Linked DNA regions of Anser cygnoides: region 2 is linked to region 1. Evidence: chromatin contacts called from public Hi-C data. All regions are on one chromosome and are shown on one strand. The core of a region is the stretch at or near the end of the contact, and the rest is flanking DNA. Distances in the headings are between cores, read along the strand shown. Region 1 overlaps ESYT2 (extended synaptotagmin 2). Region 2 holds the start of DYNC2I1 (dynein 2 intermediate chain 1).

Evidence for each region. A called contact is a pair of places that touch in the nucleus more often than the background predicts.
Region 2: a contact with region 1 is called in a Hi-C map of liver, with 2.7 times the contacts expected there. The contact joins the promoter of DYNC2I1 here to the enhancer-like site in region 1. A contact is called at or near these places in 4 of 7 Hi-C or Micro-C datasets (granulosa cells and liver).

Annotation. Positions count from the first base shown.
Region 1 is chr2:10,732,930-10,738,479 of Taihu_goose_T2T_genome, reverse strand. It overlaps ESYT2 (extended synaptotagmin 2), which reads left to right. Exons shown (of 23, transcript XM_066991453.1): 8 at 2,416-2,536; 9 at 3,137-3,313; 10 at 3,775-3,857; 11 at 5,192-5,240. Among named protein-coding and RNA genes, the nearest start is that of NCAPG2, 38 kb to the right of the region's middle. Within about 2 kb of position 1,884, at least 2 of the 3 cell types and tissues checked have open chromatin away from gene starts, as enhancers often do.
Region 2 is chr2:10,798,809-10,804,226 of Taihu_goose_T2T_genome, reverse strand. DYNC2I1 (dynein 2 intermediate chain 1) reads right to left here and starts at 3,621. Exons shown (of 24, transcript XM_048050547.2): 1 at 3,394-3,621; 2 at 1,095-1,148. The coding sequence starts at 3,408.

The DNA.
Region 1 (5,550 bases), core at 635-3,134:
TAAGAAAATTGGTGCCACAGATCTAATAGGTATAGTGACCAGTCTGTAAATGATTTTTATGGCAACTCTTGCCCCCCCCCCCCCAAAAACAAACAAACAAACAAACAAAACAGCTTTTTATGCAACCTAAAGATTTGTAAGCAAATAAATGAAGTAGTACTGTTATAGCCAATTCATTGAATGTAGGGGGACTGTCTGTAGGAGTTGGCCAATTGAGATACTGTCTCTTCTAAAAGACCTTGATGCAACTGCCAGTACCAGTAGCATTGTTTTTTTTCCACAGTCAGCAGTAATGTTACATTTTGAGGTCAATAGCAAGTTTTCTTCCCTTCTGGCTGTACTTTTTTTGTACTTTTTTTGGAGTAATATTCCTAGCACATTTAGTCCTGTTACAGTTTAGCACTCAGAGCTAAGATGGTAAGTATTTGAGGTTAACTGGTAATACTCCACCCATTACAGTTCAGTCTGTAATCACAGGCTCCAGTTGTTGTCACACCATTATGCCTTTACTTTGCTATGTTTTATTTGAACACTGAAACCTCTCATTACGGGCAAAAATTGCTCAGGAATCTAGTTTTCATCCTTTTGTAGAAATTTTATGGAGCACATCTCAACTTTTGTTTAGCTGGTGACCAACCATCTAACACAGATAAATTTTAACTTAGGAGTTTGAACTGTTTCACTGCTGCAGAAGTTTCAGGAAAGTATTTTAGTGAGAGTGGTGTCATGCAGACAGCTCCCTTACGTGTTTACCCTTATAAACTAGAAACCAGGCTGCTGTGTATGGTTTAAAGGAAAAGTGCAGCTTGACAGGCAGTAATCCTTAGTTGTCCTAGCCCGTCCTCATGGGTACGTTTGTGGTGAAGAAGGGCCACCAAGGGGAGGCAGGCTCTACAGGTTGCAAGTCTCTGACATGAAAGAAATATAAAATGGGCCAGATTGTATTTAATGTGCTAATTCTGTTACGCATCTCTACCATAACAGGTTTGTTTATTGCTAACTGGTAAATTTTCTCCCAAAATGAAAATGTAACATATATTATTTATAACATAATATACATTTATAATATATACTGTATAAATATGCTAGCTGCTTCAGTCAGAACTACTCTCAACTGCAGATTCAGTTATAGAAAAACTTCACAAGGTGATTACTTACAAGTGCTTAATCTGAAAAAATGCATGCAGTAATCAAACATATTATCTGCATCTTAATTTCATAAAGACTGTAAAAGGAGAATCTTAAAGGAAGTGTACTTAGGTGGAGAAACCATTTATCCCTGGAACATCTTCACCAGCTTTAGCAGGAGCACACCTGCAGTTCAAAATACCTCAAGTATTTTTCATCATTTTCTCTCTAAGCATTTTTAGATACTGTTAACCTCTCCCTGGATCCTCATCTTCACTGGTTTGTTCCACCGTATTGTCTTCTGCCAGTGTAGGCAGTGCAGCTAACCAGGGGTGCTTTTCTGACAGCATACTGATCTGTTCTCAGTTCAGACCCAAACCGGGTGAACCCTTAGCTTAGGAAATGTTTTCTGCGTTAGGAGGTTGGGTTATTTAGTGATTCATTACCCGTGTGTTTGTACCGCCACTCCCTTTTTACCAGCACAAAACCTGTTTTACTTCCCTAGGCTATATTTTACTCTTCCACAGAGCATGCTTTATTTGTGTTTCTGTTTAAATGACAGTCCTTCTAGCTCAAGAGTACAACTTGCTTCATAACAATACAACAGCAGTTAGCCAAACTTGCAGGGACAGTTAAGTCATTACTGCAATATAAAAGTAGGTTAACAGTTAACATCTGCTTGGTTATATGCAATGCAGGCAAGAAGACTTATGCAATAGCCCTTTACCCTGGGTGGTTTTGAAAAGGCGAGGGGGAACTTTGGAGAACTTTCATATTCCTGTCCTTGGTTTGTGTTATTCACATATCAGCTGCTTCCACCTGGTGGCCATTTTGGCTAGAATCCTTTATTTTTTTTAAAAAAAAAAAAAAAGTTTTTAAAGAACAGATTCGGCTTTTGCACCCCTCAAAAAGGGGTGTCCATTTGATTGTCCATCCAAATGATTGTCCATTTAGGTTGTTAAGCAGCAAAAGATGTAAATGGTAGCTGTTAACAGACTGCTATCCTATAAGGATGTAGAGATTTGTTTTCTGTTCTACACTGATTTCCCTCAAGACATGTTTATCTTATTCTAAAAGTGGCAATAAATGCTCTTACTTAGTTTCCAGATGTGGCTGGAAAAACTGCATTAATACTTAAACTTATTTCAGTGTATATTTTATGTTAAAAAAACGGATCTCAAGTGTTGATATGATTTTCTATAAAGTTTCACTCTTGAGCTGCCTCAGTCTGTGTGACATAGCATGTTTAATTCCCAAGAAGTAACTGAGTATTGTTTTCTCTAACAGTGGCTTATCAGATACAATAATATTGGATATAATATCCAACTACCTGGTCCTTCCAAATAGAATTACTGTTCCCCTTGTCAGTGAAGTGCAGATTGCTCAGTTGCGATTTCCTATACCAAAAGTAAGTATATTTCTGTTAATAGTAATAATTTGGCATTTAATGATGTTGTTGTGTACATATGTATGAATTTCTAAATATAGTTATTGCAATAGTATAGGTTATGATGAATCTGTTCACTTTAAATGACCCCATTTATAAATAATTTTATGGAGTTTGATAATAACACTGAGAAGGACTTTTTTTTGTTTTGTTATAATCTTCCACATACTACCTATAAAGCATAGTACAACTGTGTGGATTAAAAATTATTGTAACTTGTAATTGTATTGTAATACTGTAAAATTATGTAACATGTTTTATATTATTACAGCAAAATATTCTTTACTTGAAAGTTGTTACTACTTAGTGCTACTCTGTTCCAGTAGCATGGCATTTCTTGATATAACTGGTATGTTTCTGATTACTGATGATAATTTCTTTTTTCTTTAAGAATCTTTCTGAGTCTTAGGTGTGCTGTGATATCTCTTGATCCACAGGGTGTCCAAACCAAGTTTCATGTTAAGGAAACTGCAGTGGAAATTATAAAGAATATATTGCATGAACTGTGATGGCATGGAGACTTTGAGATTGCTATATAAACTCATCCTTTCTTTTTTTCAGGGTGTTCTAAGGATACACTTTATTGAAGCTCAGGACCTGGAGGGTAAAGATACTTACCTAAAAGGGATCGTCAAAGGAAAGTCAGATCCTTATGGAATCATCCGTGTAGGCAACCAGATTTTCCAAAGCAAGGTCATCAAAGAAAATCTCAATCCAAAATGGAATGAAGTTTATGAGGTATAACCAATAAAAATGTGTTTTGCATTTTGTAATGTGGTCTTCTAAAATTTCTTTTACTAAAGAAAATACTCTGGAGATTTTCTTGAGGAACTTTTTGATGTTTCCCTCCAGAAGTCCAAAGTTCTGTAACAAACAGCTATTCTCCATTGATGTATATATACTTTGTCTAGACTTAGCAACAGTAATTCTGAAAAGCACTCTAGTCTCTTAATACCAACATGAACAGAAAAAAAAATCTGAAAAGCTCTAATCACAGAACCACAGAATTGAAGGGGTTGGAAGGGACCTTGAAAGATCATGCTTGCTCAACTCATAAAATCACATATTTTTAAAGCTTTTGCCTGTTGATATGTGTTAATACACAAAGACACTGCTGTTTCACTGTTTTATTGTTACTGTGCCATTTGACAAAGCCAGTTAGTTTTACCATTGACAATGCTGTCTTACTGTACTTCCAGGCCTTAGTATATGAACATCCAGGACAGGAGCTAGAGATTGAGCTCTTTGATGAAGATCCAGACAAAGATGACTTCCTTGGAAGGTAAACGTTATGGAGAAAATGTGTGTAGATAGTGAAAGGAGATTAAGTATTTTGATGTAACTTTTTTTTTTTTCATTTTGTATTTTATTGCGCTTGTATTTCTGCTGTGTTACTGCATTTATAATTTACTTATCTTTTCAAATTTTGGTAGTAAGTAGTTTCCTAATTCCTTGGATACTACATGTATGGAAACAAATTTGTATTAAAATGTGCTTGTGTGTATATATACACATATGTATGTTTTCATAGTCATGAAAAAAATAAGGTAAGTGTTGTGGATTCCCAGAAAAGGGTGCTTTAATTTTTTTTTGAGTTGAACCATACCTGCTTTAATATTCTTAAGCTAGCATTAAATCTTAAAGATATATCAACTTCATCTGAAGAAATAATTATAATTGTGTATCTTCTTCATTAGAGTATTTTTTTAATTGGCTAGCTCAGTTTATTTTCCTCTATGAGGTGATCTCAGCAGTTTGATTAAAGAAAAAATATTGCTATAATGCTTTCGCAAATATTACTCACTCTTAGATTCCATAGGCCTACCCTTAGTGTTTACCCATAAACATTTCAGGGTTTTAGTCAGCTTCTTTCACCAGTAATTTGTCACCTTTATTTCTTGCAGAGTTTTGGAGCTTCCCATTGTTGCTTTCCATACAGAGTAGAACTCCCTTATCTTTCCAGCTCCTTCTCTCTTAACAGGAGCAACAGTACCTACTTCTCTTCTCATTTAAATAAAGAAGTAGGTAGTATTAAGGCTTCTTTTCTTTGCACTTCCCTAATCTTACATTGAAGTGGTGGGGGGGAAGAGTGGCAACTTGATCGTAATATGTATACCAGTACTAGTAAAACAAAAGGCAAGACAAATGTTCATACACCAGCATGCATTTGTCTGCACTATTTAATTTTTAGCAGATTCCCTGGTACACTTTTGGCTTGTGCAAACTAGCGCTCTGTCAGACAATTCTAAAGCATGAATTTGGTCATAACATATGTCCAGGGGCTAATTCCAGTGGGTAGTTTGGATGTGGTCATGGTTTTGAGAACTTGTGTATGAGCCATATTTTGCTAGTTGCACCCATAGCTACAAAATGGGCTCTAGTACAGGCATATTTACTATCATCCTGCATTCCATCCTGGCTCAGACATTTCATTCCCTACTTTTTTCTCTCTTAGGGGCTAAAAGAATAGTACCGTTTTGTTCTTTTGCTGTCAGTGGAAATCTGGAATCAGCAAGCACAGGGTGGGGTTTGAGCTCTGAGTTAGACTTTTTGCTTCCTGTCTAAAACACTTTTTTTGTTTGTTGTTGTTGTTTGTTTTGTTTTCTTTTTTCCTAGTTTGATGATAGATTTAATTGAAGTTGAAAAGGAACGACTTCTAGATGAGGTAAGTGTTGGGTAAATTCTGGTTTAAAAAGCAAAACAAAACAAAAAGGAAACAAAAAATGCAACAAAACATGTTGTACATTTAGTTGTTCTCATATTTTTTCCTGAAGATAGTTCCTGAATAACCTTAATGCTAGAGAAATAGATTCCTTGATGAACAAAGCAGTGGTTTGAAGGATAGCTGAACTGTTGAATGATGCCATTCTTCTGCTGCTGTTGGGTTTTAAGCTTACTAGTATGTGAATGCAAAAAATGGTGTCATGTATTTGATAAGGGATTTTTCTTCCATGAGAATAGTTATTTGTCTGCAT
Region 2 (5,418 bases), core at 2,372-4,871, 64 kb before region 1:
TGTCTCCTCATTTCCAACCCGAACCTCCCCTGGCACAACTTGAGGCCCTTCCCTCTAGTCCTATCACTAGTTACCTGTGAGAAGAGGCCGACCCCCAGCTCCCCGCAGCTTCCTTTCAGGTAGCTGTAGAGAGCAATGAGGTCTCCCCTGAGCCTCCTCTTCCCCAGACTAAACAACCCCAGTTCCCTCAGCCGCTCCTCACAGGACTTGTGCTCCAGGCCCTTCACCAGCTTCGTAGCCCTGCTCTGGACACGCTCCAGGGCCTTGATGTCCTTGTAGTGAGGGACCCAAAGCTGAACACAGCACTCGAGGTGCGGCCTCACCAGACAGTGCAGAGTACAGGGGGACGATCACCTCCCTGGTCCTGCTGGCCACACTGTTCCTGATACCAGCCAGGATGCCGTTGGCCTTCTTGGCCACCTGGGCACACTGCTGGCTCATGTTCAGGCGAGCATCAATCAGCACCCCGAGATCCTTTTCCTCTGCACAGCTCTCCAGCCACTCTGCCCCAAGCCTGTAGCGCTTCATGGGGTTGTTGTGGCCAAAGTGCAGGACGTGGCACTTAGCCATGTTGAACCTCAGCCCATTGGCCTCTGCCCACCAACCCAACCCATCCAGGTCCCTCTGCGGGGCCTACCCTCCAGCAGATCGACACTTCCCCCCATCTTGGTGTCATCTGCAAACTTACTGAGGGTGCACTCAATTCCCTCATCCAAATCATCAATAAAGATATTAAAGAGGATGGACAAGGCATAGCGTCTAGTGGAACAAGCAGTCAATCTTCTCTGTTTAGACTGTCAATAAATGACAGTTGCACCAGGGGAGGTTTAGGTTGGAAATGAGGAGACATTTCTTCTCAGAAAGAGCAGTCAGGCACTGGGATGGGTTGCCCAGGGAGGTGGTGGCACTACTGTCCCTGGGGGTGATCAAGGAAAGGTTGTGCGTGGTGCTTAGGGGCATGGTTTAGTGGGTGACATTGGTAGTAGGGTGATGGTGAGACCAGATGGTCTTGGAGGTCTTTTCCAGCCTTAATGATTCTGTGATTTCTGTAAGGTAACTTAGTATCAAAAATAATAAAAATAAAATAAAATTACCCTAAGATGTTTCTGAAGTTCTTCTGATTTCCAAGTATCTTCTTTGGTTCTTCTCTAGAACAGAAAAGACAGCAAAAGGCAGTAATGAATTTGCAGTAAGAAATCATTTAACAAAGAATATTTTTTCAAAGGAAAGGATCAAGCTATGTATGGCAAGTAGTACAGTATCCTATATAAAATCCCAAACATATAATACATGATTGTTAATTTTTTTTAGAGAAAATTTAGGTACATATTAGAAAACAAAGTAAGAACATTAATGATGCTAATAGCCTAAAAAGAGCATAGTCAATAGATATTAGATAATGTAGTTTGAGATTTATTTTAAAACAGACAAAAAAAAAATGTAGCCAACATTTAGACTTGATTTTCCAGTGCCCAAAAAAGTACATCTGCCACTTTTCTGAGGTCAACAGTTTTCATCTCACCACCACCACCAGAATATGATGCTTTTTATATATGATGATTTCCCACTTCATTCTCTGCTATTGCAGGAGACTAACAAATAGAGAGGGACCCTTTTTAAAGCTTGATGAAATGTAATACTTTTGAGAGCACCGTCCCTCCATCAATGAGTACAAAAGTGTCAGAGGAATTGCTGTACACACAGAAATAAATGTTTAGGACAAACTTTAAAAGGATTTATCTAAGTTGCTCACCTGTCTACTAATTTAAAAGTCCTATACACTCATTTAAATCCAAATTAAGATTAGTTATTTAAGCCACACTCGAGTTTAACTCAATTCATGCACCTGACAACACAGGGTCAAAAGATCTGTCAAAAGATATTAAGTGCCACAATTTACTGAACTCAAGAAGTTCTGTGAAACAATTTGACTTTTAAGCATCTGTCCCCTAAACTAAATGTCAAGTTTGTTGCCTTATGAAGTCCGCAAACTAAGTATCCTTGCTACCTCAGACAATTATTTAAGATACCAAGAGGGGGCTCTTCACTCATAACCTAGAAAGACTGGAGTTTTTCAGAACTTAATCTTAAATTCTGTTTAAAATGTTATTCTTAATGTTGTTAAGAATTTTATGATTCTCTTTAACTGTGATTCTAAAGAAAAAGAAACAAAAGCAGTATGATATATTTCTGCAGTCTTAAAGCCAGAGAAAAGTACTTTATTATTTACATGTAAATATTTCTCTCTCTCATTTCCAGTATCAGTTACCTATCTGAGAGCTCAAACAGCATGAATGAGAGCCTTGATTTGACAGAAACAATAGAAGGAGGCTTTCTCAAACACTGTAGCTGTACAAATGCCTCTGGATCTTTGACAGCCTTAAAACATGCCAGCACACCTGAATAAAATTAGATCAAAGTTTAGCATTCCATCACAATTCACTCATCCATCTCTTTTCAATAAAGAGGTTTGTGATGCACTACAGGTAGGGAAACAGTGTCAAAATGAAAGCTTTTAGAGTGTATCTAATGTAATGAAGTATCACAAACCTTGCCACACTTTTTTTCACAGTACTTTGTTCTCTATATTCACTAATTAATTGTAAAATCCAGATTGAAAAAAATAGTAATAATAAGTGTTTTTCCTAAAATATTTTTTCTAAAACTTATAGTACGATTTATATATATATATATATATATTTTTTTTTACAAATTTTGGCAAAAAAAATCATTTTTCCAAAAAAGTGATATGATACCATTCCTTTTCCAAGTGAAGATGTAACATAACTGCACACTGATACGTTGCAGTATGTTTTTTGTCCCTTTATTTTGGAGCTCTAAGAACTTTTCATAACACAACAGCACCACGCAAAAGTTATGTGGGTCCCTAAAGCAATAAGCCTCAGCCGTTACAGAAGTAGCAACTATCCAAGACTTTTCATTTATGATCTGAATCAGGAACAGCTTTGGGTGTTTTCATCAACGACCACGTCCCTTCAGCAGGGAGGTCTGCAGCTGATGCAGCCACACCAACGAGAAGAGTTACTCCTCTAGCGGAATAATCCTTATTCCTCTAGGGGATATAAGGAATAAGGGCTTCCTCATGCTACGTGGGTGAGGGTTTCATCGTTGCAGTGACAAAATCGTGAGACTTGAGCCCCAGGGCAGCAGCAGAAGCGCTGGGGCCGCCAGCTGGCTGCGCCCCTTCACGCCTAGGGCCGAGCCTGGCGAGGAGCGGCCTCGACCAGCAGCGGAGGAGCCCGGCTGCCGGCCCCGCCTCCTCCCCTCCGGCTGCGGGCCCTCCTGAGGGGCACGGGGGCGAGGCGGGCCGGCCCCACCGCGGTCCCCTCACGCCTCTCCCGCAGCCCCGCCCGCCGCTGGCCGGCCCCTCACCTTATCGCCCTCCATGGTCGGGGGCGGCGGGGAGCCGCCACCGGGAGGGCACGAAACGGCGGCGGGAGGGCGTCTGGGCTCGCCTAGCGACCGGCGGCGGTGGGCCGGGCGGGGAGAAAGCGGGGAGCCCGCCCCGGAGCGGGCGGTGCTGCGGCCGCACGGCGTGAAGGGAAGAGAAGGGGAGGGCGGTGTGAAATGGCGGGCGGCTGCGCTCCCCTGCCTCCGGCGTCGGCGTGAGGAGAAACGGCGGCGCCTCAGCAACACGTGTAAAGAGCTGCAAATGTAAAATAATAATAATCTCATAAATAGCATCGGAGCTATTTTCTGCAGCAGGGAGCAAGGGACGGCCTGCGGGGAAGGCGGGCGCTGCTTGCACGGCGAATATTTGCACCCTGCTAACGTGCTGCGCGATTTAACAGGCTGACTGAGAACTCCCCTGGGCGCTTGAAGTTTGTTTTTTGTGTTTTTTTTTCTTTTTATTGGGGAAAAAAATAAAATTGTAACTACATGAAAGGGGGGAATGAGTTTACTGAAGTATTTGTTATTAACATTTGTAGAAAGCTGATTATCGAGGGGGGGGCAAAAGGCGTTTGAGAAAGGCATGTGAGAAACAATCCTGAAGTTCAACAGTTGTTGTCATTAGACTTCAGAGATAAAATTTAACCCTGAGTTCTCGGCCTTAAATAGTCAGTTGGCAAATATATACAAATACGTACATCCTTGATGCAGATTTCTCCTATCCATGTTTCCTTGCTTTGTAACATAAATTAAAAAGGCTGTAAAAGTTGTATCTCTGTCTGGAATATGAGTTATTTTCCTTTATCATGTATCACTAAAGCAAATAAAGCAATTAGGATAAAAACAATGATATTTAAAAAGAAAAAACATTATGGCTTTTAAGAGCTATATTGCACTAAGCATCTATGAATGCTAAACTATTTATAAACATATGAATAATTTAGCTGTCTTTGGTAGAGCAATAATAATCCATAAGCATTTTTATATCATCTTCCCTGAAAAAGTAGAAATGCGTGTACAAACCATCCTGGATTAATTCCAAGAGCTTTTTAGCCAAGGTGGTGAAGTGTTATAAATACATGGAACTATGCATCTGCTTAGTAAAGGATATTCTGCACATGTGATGTCCTCCATACAGAAGCTGAAGGACAAAAACTACCTTTAAGTACTCTAATTCAACTTGTTTTTAATAACAATACAGTAAGCACATATTACTAAAACCAGTAAATGCGACAGCAATACCAAAGACTGGACAGAACAAAATATCTTTTTTTTTTTTTTTTTCAAATTCTGGATGTACTATCTACTTCTTTAGAGTGTGCATATGTATTAGTTACCAAAAACAAACAAAAAACCAAAACATTTCAGCTGCCAGTAGCTTTTTATTCCCCCTAGTAGAGTACACTAGTCAAGCAGCTTTATGACGAGAAAAATCACAGATGTGGGAAGGCACCACTAGAGGGATTGTACAGAATTTTGCAAAGCTTAAAGCCAGTGATCAAACAAGCTTAACTGCTGCATGAGAGCACAAGTTGGAGGAACACCTGTGGAATAACAGAGCTAAAATTTGTGCATGTCGTTGTTTTTCTACCATCTATCAAAATAAATGACAGTTTATCACCAATCTAGTGAGGAAAAAAAGAAAAAGAAAAAAAATGTCAGTAGTTCTACTGTTTTTTCTAAAAATGGATGTTAGAGTCATGTGGACACATGAAAAAAAAAAGAAAAAAAAAAGACATGCATTTCTTCTATCACTATACAGCATAAAGAGAAGCCTTACCTTCTCTTGGAAATAAAAGTGTGTTGTAAGCTAGGCTTTTGGTAGCCCTGAGAATTTTAATAAGATTTTAGGTAGTACACGATTTTGTATTTTGTCACTTGTTTTTCACCTGCACTGCTATCTGAAAAACATGAATACACAATAACAGCTTTTTACACTTTATAGTAACGTGCTATTATTTCTCTTTGGATATTCTTCTAATCCTATGATGCAATATTGCTTTTTTC